Linked DNA regions of Mus musculus: region 1 is linked to region 2. A link is a contact called in public Hi-C data. All regions are on one chromosome and are shown on one strand. Each heading gives the region's core, a stretch centred on a gene start, on an enhancer-like site or on the middle of the called end of the contact. The rest is flanking DNA. Distances are from core to core; before and after follow the strand shown.

Region 1 (4,102 bases), core at 572-3,071, 360 kb before region 2:
ACTGCAGACTTTCTTTTTCTTTTTTCTTCCTTCCTTCCTTCCTTCCTTCCTTCCTTCCTTCCTTCCTTCCTTCCTTCCTTCCTTCCTTCCTTCCTTCCTTCCTCCTCTCTTTTCTTTCTTTCTAATAAAACTTTATTGTTTCCAGAAAGCTTTACTCGTTACAGGAAATATTGCTTCTTTGAATGTTCTTTTTAAAATTAATTAGTTACTTCACTTTACATTCCAATGCCAGGCCTCTCCTCCCAGTTCCTCCCTCTTCCGGCTCCTGCCCCTACTCCCCCCCCTCCTTCTCCTGGGGGAAGGGGGAGCTCTCCCTGGGTACCCCACTACCCCCAGCAAATGTCGATGCAGGACTAGGCGCACCCTCTCTCACTGAGGCTCAGTTAGTGGAAAGCAGACCCACAGGCAGGCAACAGAGTCAGGGACAGCCCCCACTGCAGTAGTTGGGAGAATGTGGCCTGCCTTCTGTCTCAGCACAGCTTGCTTGGGTATGGTCCCCTGACTCCCTCTAGGTGGCGCTCTATGCATGTTCCCTTGGCTGTGGACTGAAGCTCTGTCAGGTTTTGCAGTTTGGAGTTGGGTTCACCCAGCAACCTGTACCCCACTTCACTTGATTGTGGTAATCCAGCTTCTCACTGTAAGGAACACCTCAGGGCTTAGACGTCTGAGGGGCATGTTCTCTACTTGGATGTAAGCCCACCTCCCCAAAGGCCTAGGTGCCCAGCAGTCCCGTCTTCTGTGCTTCTGGCCTCCCTGGGGACAGCTGTCTCTTCCACCTTTCAAGCTCTGCACAGGACGAGTCATTCTCGCCCCCCACTTCTCCACTTAGCTCACTTTCTTTACTTAAGACTTCAGCAACATCTAGTTCAGCTTAGCAATTGTCCTTTGTGAGTCTTAGAGGCAGACTTATGAGACAGCGAATGTGTGTGTGTGTGTGTGTTTAAATGTAAAGAACCCACTTTACAATCCAAGCAAAGCTGTTAGCAACATGCCCAACGCAGTTACCACCCATTAAATGGACGTTATCACTGGCTGGGGCTTTCCAATCAATGTGATTCACTTCATTTTCAAAGACCTGCTCCATAATAGCTGCTTTGTCTTGGAGGTGGCAAGAGTCACCTGCCTGCAATCTCATTCCCCTGGCAGCTTAAAGATAAGGGAAGGGGGACAGACGTCTAATGACTAACTGAGAAACAGCGTGCTCCTTTTAATTAGGAGTCACAGGCAGAGCTGCGGCAGAAGCAAGAGAAGGAACTGCATAGTTGTTGAGGAACAGCTGTCATTCTGGGCTTCATGTGAACAGAGAGGTGGGATTTCCGTTCATGAGTGGCCTCCCGCCTGTTTCCTGCCTCCCTTTGACCATCTACAGAAGGGGAGGACACAGGTGTGTTTGCTCGTAGACAAGTGCCCCCAGACAGCCTCCTCCTATAAGAATAGGACATAAGAATGTCTAAGGCCTGGGCTACCTACATATGTGACCCTTCCTAGTCCAAATGGCTTTATACTTGACAGACCCAGATGTTCTCAAATCTCTCACATATCCCTGTTTTAATGAAAGCCCCTTTGTCTCCAGTGTTCCTGAGAAAATAATTCCCAAACCGTGTACGTGCAGGCATGCACTCCTTACAGGTAGGCACACAAAGATGAAAGCACGAGGTAGGGAATGAAAGAGCCTGCTAGCCTTCTTCCAGAAGCCTTGTGCTGCCTGCCTGGGCCAGATACCCCCAGGCTCCTGAAGCCCATGGGAGAGATGTCTCCTGTCCCAAACCAGATGCCTCCCAAGTGTGTCATTACCGAGCGTGAGACAGCTGGCTTGAGAGACGCTGGTGTTTATAACCAGACTAGGCTGCCTGTTATGGCTCTAATGGGCTCTATGAGTCCAGATGGCCACTCCTTGGCCAGCTTACATCTGGCTGAGAATGCGGAGAAGCACGTAGCTGGCTGGAGTGCTGGAGATGTCCCTTTGGGGGACGTGATGATGGAAGGGACTTAAGGGGCTGTTTACAGCATCTGGGATTCTTCTCTCCTGGTGCTCAGTCCCACTGCTCACAACCCCCCCGCCCCCCCCCCCAGATCCCAAACGCACAGAGACCAAAGCTCAAACCAGACACGAGGCTTCCTCTGCTTCTCTTCCTGTGATAGCAGAACACAGGCCTTCCTCATGGAAAATCCACGCGGTCTCCACTTTGATCCTCACTGCGTGAGATTGTCCTCGGAGTCTGTGAGATTGTCCTCTGATGCCTGTGGTTGCAGCCTTGCCCTTTTGTCCCTCCCAATAGTTCAAAAGATCAGGGTTACTTCCCATTTGTATGATGATCTTGCAAACATTTATGAAACCTTCAGGTCACATACAGAATTTAGAGATAGGCAGCATCCTGTCCTCTCACATGTGTAAATCAAGCCTCAGTCTGTCTGTCTGTCTTCTTCTCTCCCGCTCTATCTCTTTCACTCTCTCTTTCTCTACACACACACACCACACATATCACACACGAACATATATATATATATATAAGAACACACACACACACACACACACACACATATATATGAACACATATCTATGTGTGTGTGTCCCATTTTACCCTCAGCTACTATGCTAGATTCTCTTCTGAGAACATGAAATCAGGCTGTAGCACATACTGGGTCAGCAGTAGAGACTTATAAGCTATTGGAACCAGGAAGAGGTTTGAACCCGTGCTTATTCTACAGACCGGCAATGGCAGTTTACAACACTCTATCTCCTACGCCTAGGGCAGCTTGGCCTCTGCAGCTTGATTCTCTGTGTCCTTCCTTATCCTAGCATGAGCCAAGTCTGGCTTAGAACAGAGTGAACTTGAGAGACGTTTCATGGCAGACAAGGATTGACAGTTGGCTCTGTTGCTCTCAGAGTTGGCTCAGTGCTAAGTTCCCAAGCTCATTGCTCTGTGTGTCTGTACATCTGTCTATGCGTCTGTACATCTATCTATGCATTCCAATGGGCTCTTCCTTGGAGGATGCTGAGACCCCTGGTTCTTGTTTCTGATAGTTGGGGCACTGTTTCCTGGGATTTTGAGACTTAAAAAATTTTTATTTTATGTATACGAGTACACAATTGCTCTCTTCAGACACACCAGAAGAGGGCATCAGATCCCATTACAGATGGTTGTGAGCCACCGTGTGGTTGCTGGGACTCGAACTCAAGACCTCTGGCAGAGCAGTCAGTGCTCTTAACTGCTGAGCCACCTCTCCAGCCCTGTTTCCCTTCTGCTTTTCTCTGCTCCCGCTCAGCATCCCATCTGCACAGTAAACCCAAGGCTATTCCTCTACTTACTCCTGCCATGCCTCTCCGTTGCATAGACCTGTGTACCTGCCTCAGTCCTTTGCCCTCACCCCATCCTCAGGCCTGGCATCGCTCAGAACTTTCCGTTCTGTTGCTGCATTGAAAGAATAATAGTATGCCCTTTCCTGAACGGCGAGACTCTAAACCATAGGTAGGATTGTCCCGGGTGCAAACAAGGCACTGTGTATAGCCGGGATTATTCTGAGATGGAGCCACCTAGAAGTTTACGTTAAATTGCCATGAAAGCTTGGCTCTCGAAAACACAAGACAGAATGAGGTAGAAGTATTGAATGCTAGTGGGAAATTGATTGGGTCACATCAAATACTTTCACATTTTATTCCAGTTGTCATTTTTTAAAAAAATGGTTAAAAATTAGTAGCATTCACTACTATTTGTTTATGTGGTTCAATAAGGCTATTTTCGCATTTTTATTTACTAGATGTATCTCCATGCGTCGTCTGTGTGTTCACCTGTGTGCAGGTGCTTGTGGTGGCCAGAGGATGTTGGATCCCCTGGGGCTGGAATTACAGGCTTTTAGGAGCTACCTGATGTGGGTTCTGGGAACTGAACCCCAGGTCATCTTGAAGGGCAGAAAGGGCTCTTAACCACCAAGCCACCTTTCGCAGAAAGAGCTGGAGTCCTTTTTGTTTGTTTGTTTTTTGTTTTTTGTTTTTTTTTTTGTTTTTTTCAAGACAGGGTTTCCCTGTATAGCCCTGGCTGTCCTGGAACTCACTCTGTAGACCAGGCTGGCCTCGAACTCAGAAATCTGCCTGCCTCTGCCT
Region 2 (4,200 bases), core at 743-3,242:
GAGGGCACGGCCTTGTTATTCTCATCTACATAAGAGAGAGAATCCTCCTGTTCTAGAGACCACTCACCAATCAGGGCCAAGGTCTGAAAGCCATCTTCTCATGGATTCCAGGTATGGAGCCAGAGAGGTTTCTGTCTTGAACATAACTGGTCAGAACTCCAGGCTCTGAGACTTTACATCTTTCAGATGTTCCATCGTACTTAACATTCGACATGTCTCTAGGCGCTTGAGCCCCGGCTGGGTTGCATAGCCTTAAAGCCCTAAAGCAAATCACTGGATTAAAAAATGGTGAGTGGTGTGCGTGAGCAGTCCATTCCTTCTCCAAGTTACAGTCTTACTCTTCAGCATCTATTTGAAGGCTGAAGATGCTCTACCTGTTATCAAGGGGCAGCTGTGATAGACATCAACAGGATTCATGAGTCTCAAGGAAGTTCATACAGGCAGAGGGAAACAGCTTTATCTCACTGCTAGTCTATGTAGGAGCCCTACAGACACAAATCCAGAATTAATAAAACAAAGAAAAGCAGTGCAAAAAACAATGATACCCAAGCGAACACCTGAAGATTCAGTCTTCTGGGACAGCTAGAATCATACACCTACCCTATAGCAGTAACTGAGAACTCTACTGTGTCACATCTTTGCTCTACCCACGTCTACTGACCTTAGGCCCAAAGTGTGAGGACAAGCGAGGACACAGCTCAAGCTGCTTGCACTGGGATAACCAAACTGCAAGCCTATGGGAAGGGCAAGGCAAGGGGCACTTCCTCTTCAGCTGCCAACCTGTTCTATGCATTCAGCAAGGCACACTGAGGAGAAGAGATGAATAAAGGCAGGTACTGGCAACTTAGTTTTGGGTGAAAAATGCCAAAGTAGGGAGACATACTCTCTATAAACACAATTTGAGCCCTGGTGATTTCAGACTTTGGCTTGGCACAGAACATTCTGGCTAACTGGACAACATTTCTGTTGTTGTAGCCTATTTTATACAAAAAAATGGAGGTGACTGAGGTGGAGTTTGGGGCAGGAGTAAAACCAGGAACAATTTCAGTTATCCAGAATATTGTGTGTGTGTGTGTGTGTGTGTGTGTGTGTGTGTGTTTTGTATGCATGTATGAAGTGTGTGCCACATGTGTGTGGTGTGTGGTGTCTGGTGCCTGCAGAGACCAGAAGAGAGCATCAAATCCTCTAGAACTTGAGTTATAGATGACTGAATCACCATAGGGGAACCAAACTTGGCTACTTTGGAAAACAACAAGTCCTCTTAATCATTGAGCTATCCCTCCAGACCCCAGGATGAGTGTTTACAAAGAATAGTCTATGCGGTGACTATCTGCTTATCATTTTGGCTTTCCCAGGTCCTGAGGCCAAGTGTTCAGCTAAACTCATCAAGTGTTCAGCATGTGTTGAACTCTGAGTCACCAGTTGGCTGCAGCTTTTAGAGGGTTTAGTCAGACCATGATAATCACGTTCTGAGTTTCCCTTCAGAATGAAGCAAAGGCACAAGGTCCTCTTGGGTCCTCTAGTCTGACTGTGAGGGTTTCCAGTTAGGAAGGAAATCCAGTTGTCTTTAGTGTTGAGCAAATCTATGTAAGGAAATTATCTGGATCAAATATTCCAAATATTTACTTCTAATTTGCTGGTTTTGTTTTTGTTTTTAGTTCAAAAAGATATGGGGTTCTTCATTCAAAAGCTCTCCTCTCCTCCTCTCTGTGCCCAGCCCCCTTGCCCCTTCTTTCCATTTATTTTTGTCATTATGGTGCTGGGATGTAACCCAGGCCCGAGGCATGCTGAACACATATCTACCACTGAGCTACATTCCCCTCCTAAACATCGCTTCCTTATAAAGACTAATGTGAGTATTTGGAAACAAAGTTTTTTACCTATTAAGAATACACTCATTACATAAAGTAAGAATCTCTAGTGGCTTAAAGGGACTGAGTAATTATTAAAATGGTAACTGACCTGGTTTCGTAGTGAGTCTCCCCTGTGTGCCAAAAGTTACTCATACTCTCCAGCATTGCTAGTCTCTTTTACGTATGAGGTTAATTGCAGTTCAGAGACAGGAAATGACATCATGGGGGTGTGGCATGTGATTTGAACTCAGGCTCTTTTTACACCTAAAAGATGATTTTCTTTATCATATTTCTTGAGATGTATGTTAAAGACAGCACGAATGGCCTGAAGTTTCCTTAGAGGTTGGTAGGTAGGGGAGATCTTGATCCTCTCCTTGTTATAGCAGGGTGCAATTTCATCAAGGATCAAAAAAACCACCAAGTCAAACTCCTTGTCCCATCAAAGCTTCCATTTCCAGTCCTTGTAGCTCTGACCTGGCTCTCTTGGTTAGAGCCTCACTTACCTTTCCAATTTCTTGGTTGCCTTAGCTTTCCAGTCTTTTCTCTGCTGTTCCTCACCCACATAGGTCAGAGTCAAACTGAATAGCAGCTGTCTTCTGCCTTTGCTTTTCCCACCACCTCTCTTCAGCCATGCGCTCTCTGGAGTAACATCAACCCCTCCACACACACTCTCTTCCACACACTGTCTCAACCTCCCCATCTTTCTCAGCCCAGTGGAGATTCCTCTTGCTTTTGTAGCTCTTAATAGCTTCCTGTGAAGTTTCACAGCAGTCTCTCCGTATAGTTCTTACAAAGGCTTCCCTTTCACCCTGTAAAGTCCTTATTCGTGTGTGAGTTTCATTTGGCTCTGGAGATCTTTGGGTGACTCAGAGTTTCATTTTCCGGTACCTACCTTCCAAAGGAAAGCGGATACAGAAGTGAGGATACCAGACTTACAAAGTTTTAGGAATGCATAGTCAACTTTTAATTTTGGATACAGAACACACAAGGATAATATTTTGAGATTTTACAATTCAAATACCACTTGGAATGGAACATTATTATATTGAAAATCTTCATGCTTTACCTGCAATTGAAATCTCACCAGTCCTGTCTTTTATCTGGCAACCCCCTTATCATATTTTGAAGAAAGCCTTTCAAATGTGTACTTCTGATCTGGGATGGTGGCATCATACGAATGACCCAAGTGATCTGAGATCACTGTTAATTAGAGATAGTCTGATGAGAGCAGTCATTCGCCCCAAATTCTAGTTCTAAGATTGATTTTTTTTTTTAATTTTAAGATTTCCAAAGACTTTCTTCCAGTCTCAGGACTAGCTGATATTCAATTACAGACCTCATCACCACTAGACCTTTTGAAAACCAGAAGCCTGCCAGGAGAGCTCTAGAAGCAGAAGGAGAGAGGGTGTACATGTTGTACCTGTGTGGTTATGTGCTCATCTTGAGGCTAGCACCGCCAGCTCTGTGAAACCTTAGCCTACTGACGCTCTAAGCATTTGTATATGTTGTTTTGTAACTAACGTCTTAAGAGTCGGGTCACTGCGAAATTTTGCTTACTATGTGTGACATGAATATTTAAAAGCCCTGGGGTGTGCTGATGAGCAGGGAGGGCAGACTAGGCAAAAGAACTTTGGTCACTATCTCGATTTTCCACTTCCGGCAGTGCTTCTCTCCCATGACCCCTGCTACTTTCCCTGGATGATCAGCGAGGGTCTTTTTTCCAGCCTCTCCCTTGCCTCATCTTCTCGTTATGTGCTGGGAGCCTGCCAGGCCTGGAATGGGCTTGAAGTGGGACACAGGGTCAGACTTTGCTTTCAAGTCGGTCAGTCTCTAGCCATCTAGCTCTCTAACTCCGCTGAATGCCTGCTGATGACTTCTAAAAGATTCTCAAAACTTCCTTTCTAATTCTATGGCTAAAGACACTGGCTTCTTCTCTCTTTAAGTATCTGCTTTATTAAATATTAATTATAACGGTCTGTTCTTTATTTAACTCTTTATGCTTAAATAAGAGCTAGGGAAACTTAATTCTTTCTTACTGTTCTATGCTTTGTTAAGCACTAAAAACAACTTTTTTTTTTTTTTTTTTTTTTTGGAGATAGGGTTTCTCTGTGTAGCTCTGGCTGTCCTGGAACTCACTCTGTAGACCAGGCTGGCTTTGAACTCAGAAATCCACCTGCCTCAGCCTCCCAAGTGCTGGGATTAAGGGCGTGTGCCACCACTGCCAGGCTAAACTAACTCTTTTTTGTGCCGTGTTTCATGAAGCTCTAAAAACTTAACTCTTTATTAGTTGTGCTTTGACAAGCATTAATATCTGGCAATTAAAACATACTGTTTAGCAGCAGGGAAT

What was found. Hi-C and Micro-C count contacts between places; a contact is called where the count stands out from the background.
Region 1: a Hi-C map of muscle stem cells shows a contact between it and region 2, with 2.4 times the contacts expected there. The contact joins two enhancer-like sites. A contact is called at or near these places in 5 of 39 promoter capture datasets (cranial neural crest, frontonasal cranial neural crest, maxillary cranial neural crest and 2 more), 8 of 484 Hi-C or Micro-C datasets (the 63-12 cell line, the F1.1 cell line, the G1E-ER4 cell line and 3 more), 1 of 115 datasets of contacts at active chromatin or transcription factors (embryonic basal ganglia) and 3 of 9 other capture datasets (embryonic stem cells, liver and macrophages).

Annotation. Positions count from the first base shown.
Region 1 is chr1:169,914,605-169,918,706 of GRCm38.p6, reverse strand. No RefSeq gene overlaps it. Among named protein-coding and RNA genes, the nearest start is that of Gm39699, 9.4 kb to the left of the region's middle. Within about 2 kb of position 1,821, at least 30 of the 459 cell types and tissues checked have an H3K27ac peak or open chromatin away from gene starts, as enhancers often do. A contact at or near this core is called in muscle stem cells, where this site is marked.
Region 2 is chr1:169,553,038-169,557,237 of GRCm38.p6, reverse strand. No RefSeq gene overlaps it. Among named protein-coding and RNA genes, the nearest start is that of Gm34624, 24 kb to the right of the region's middle. Within about 2 kb of position 1,992, at least 22 of the 459 cell types and tissues checked have an H3K27ac peak or open chromatin away from gene starts, as enhancers often do. A contact at or near this core is called in muscle stem cells, where this site is marked.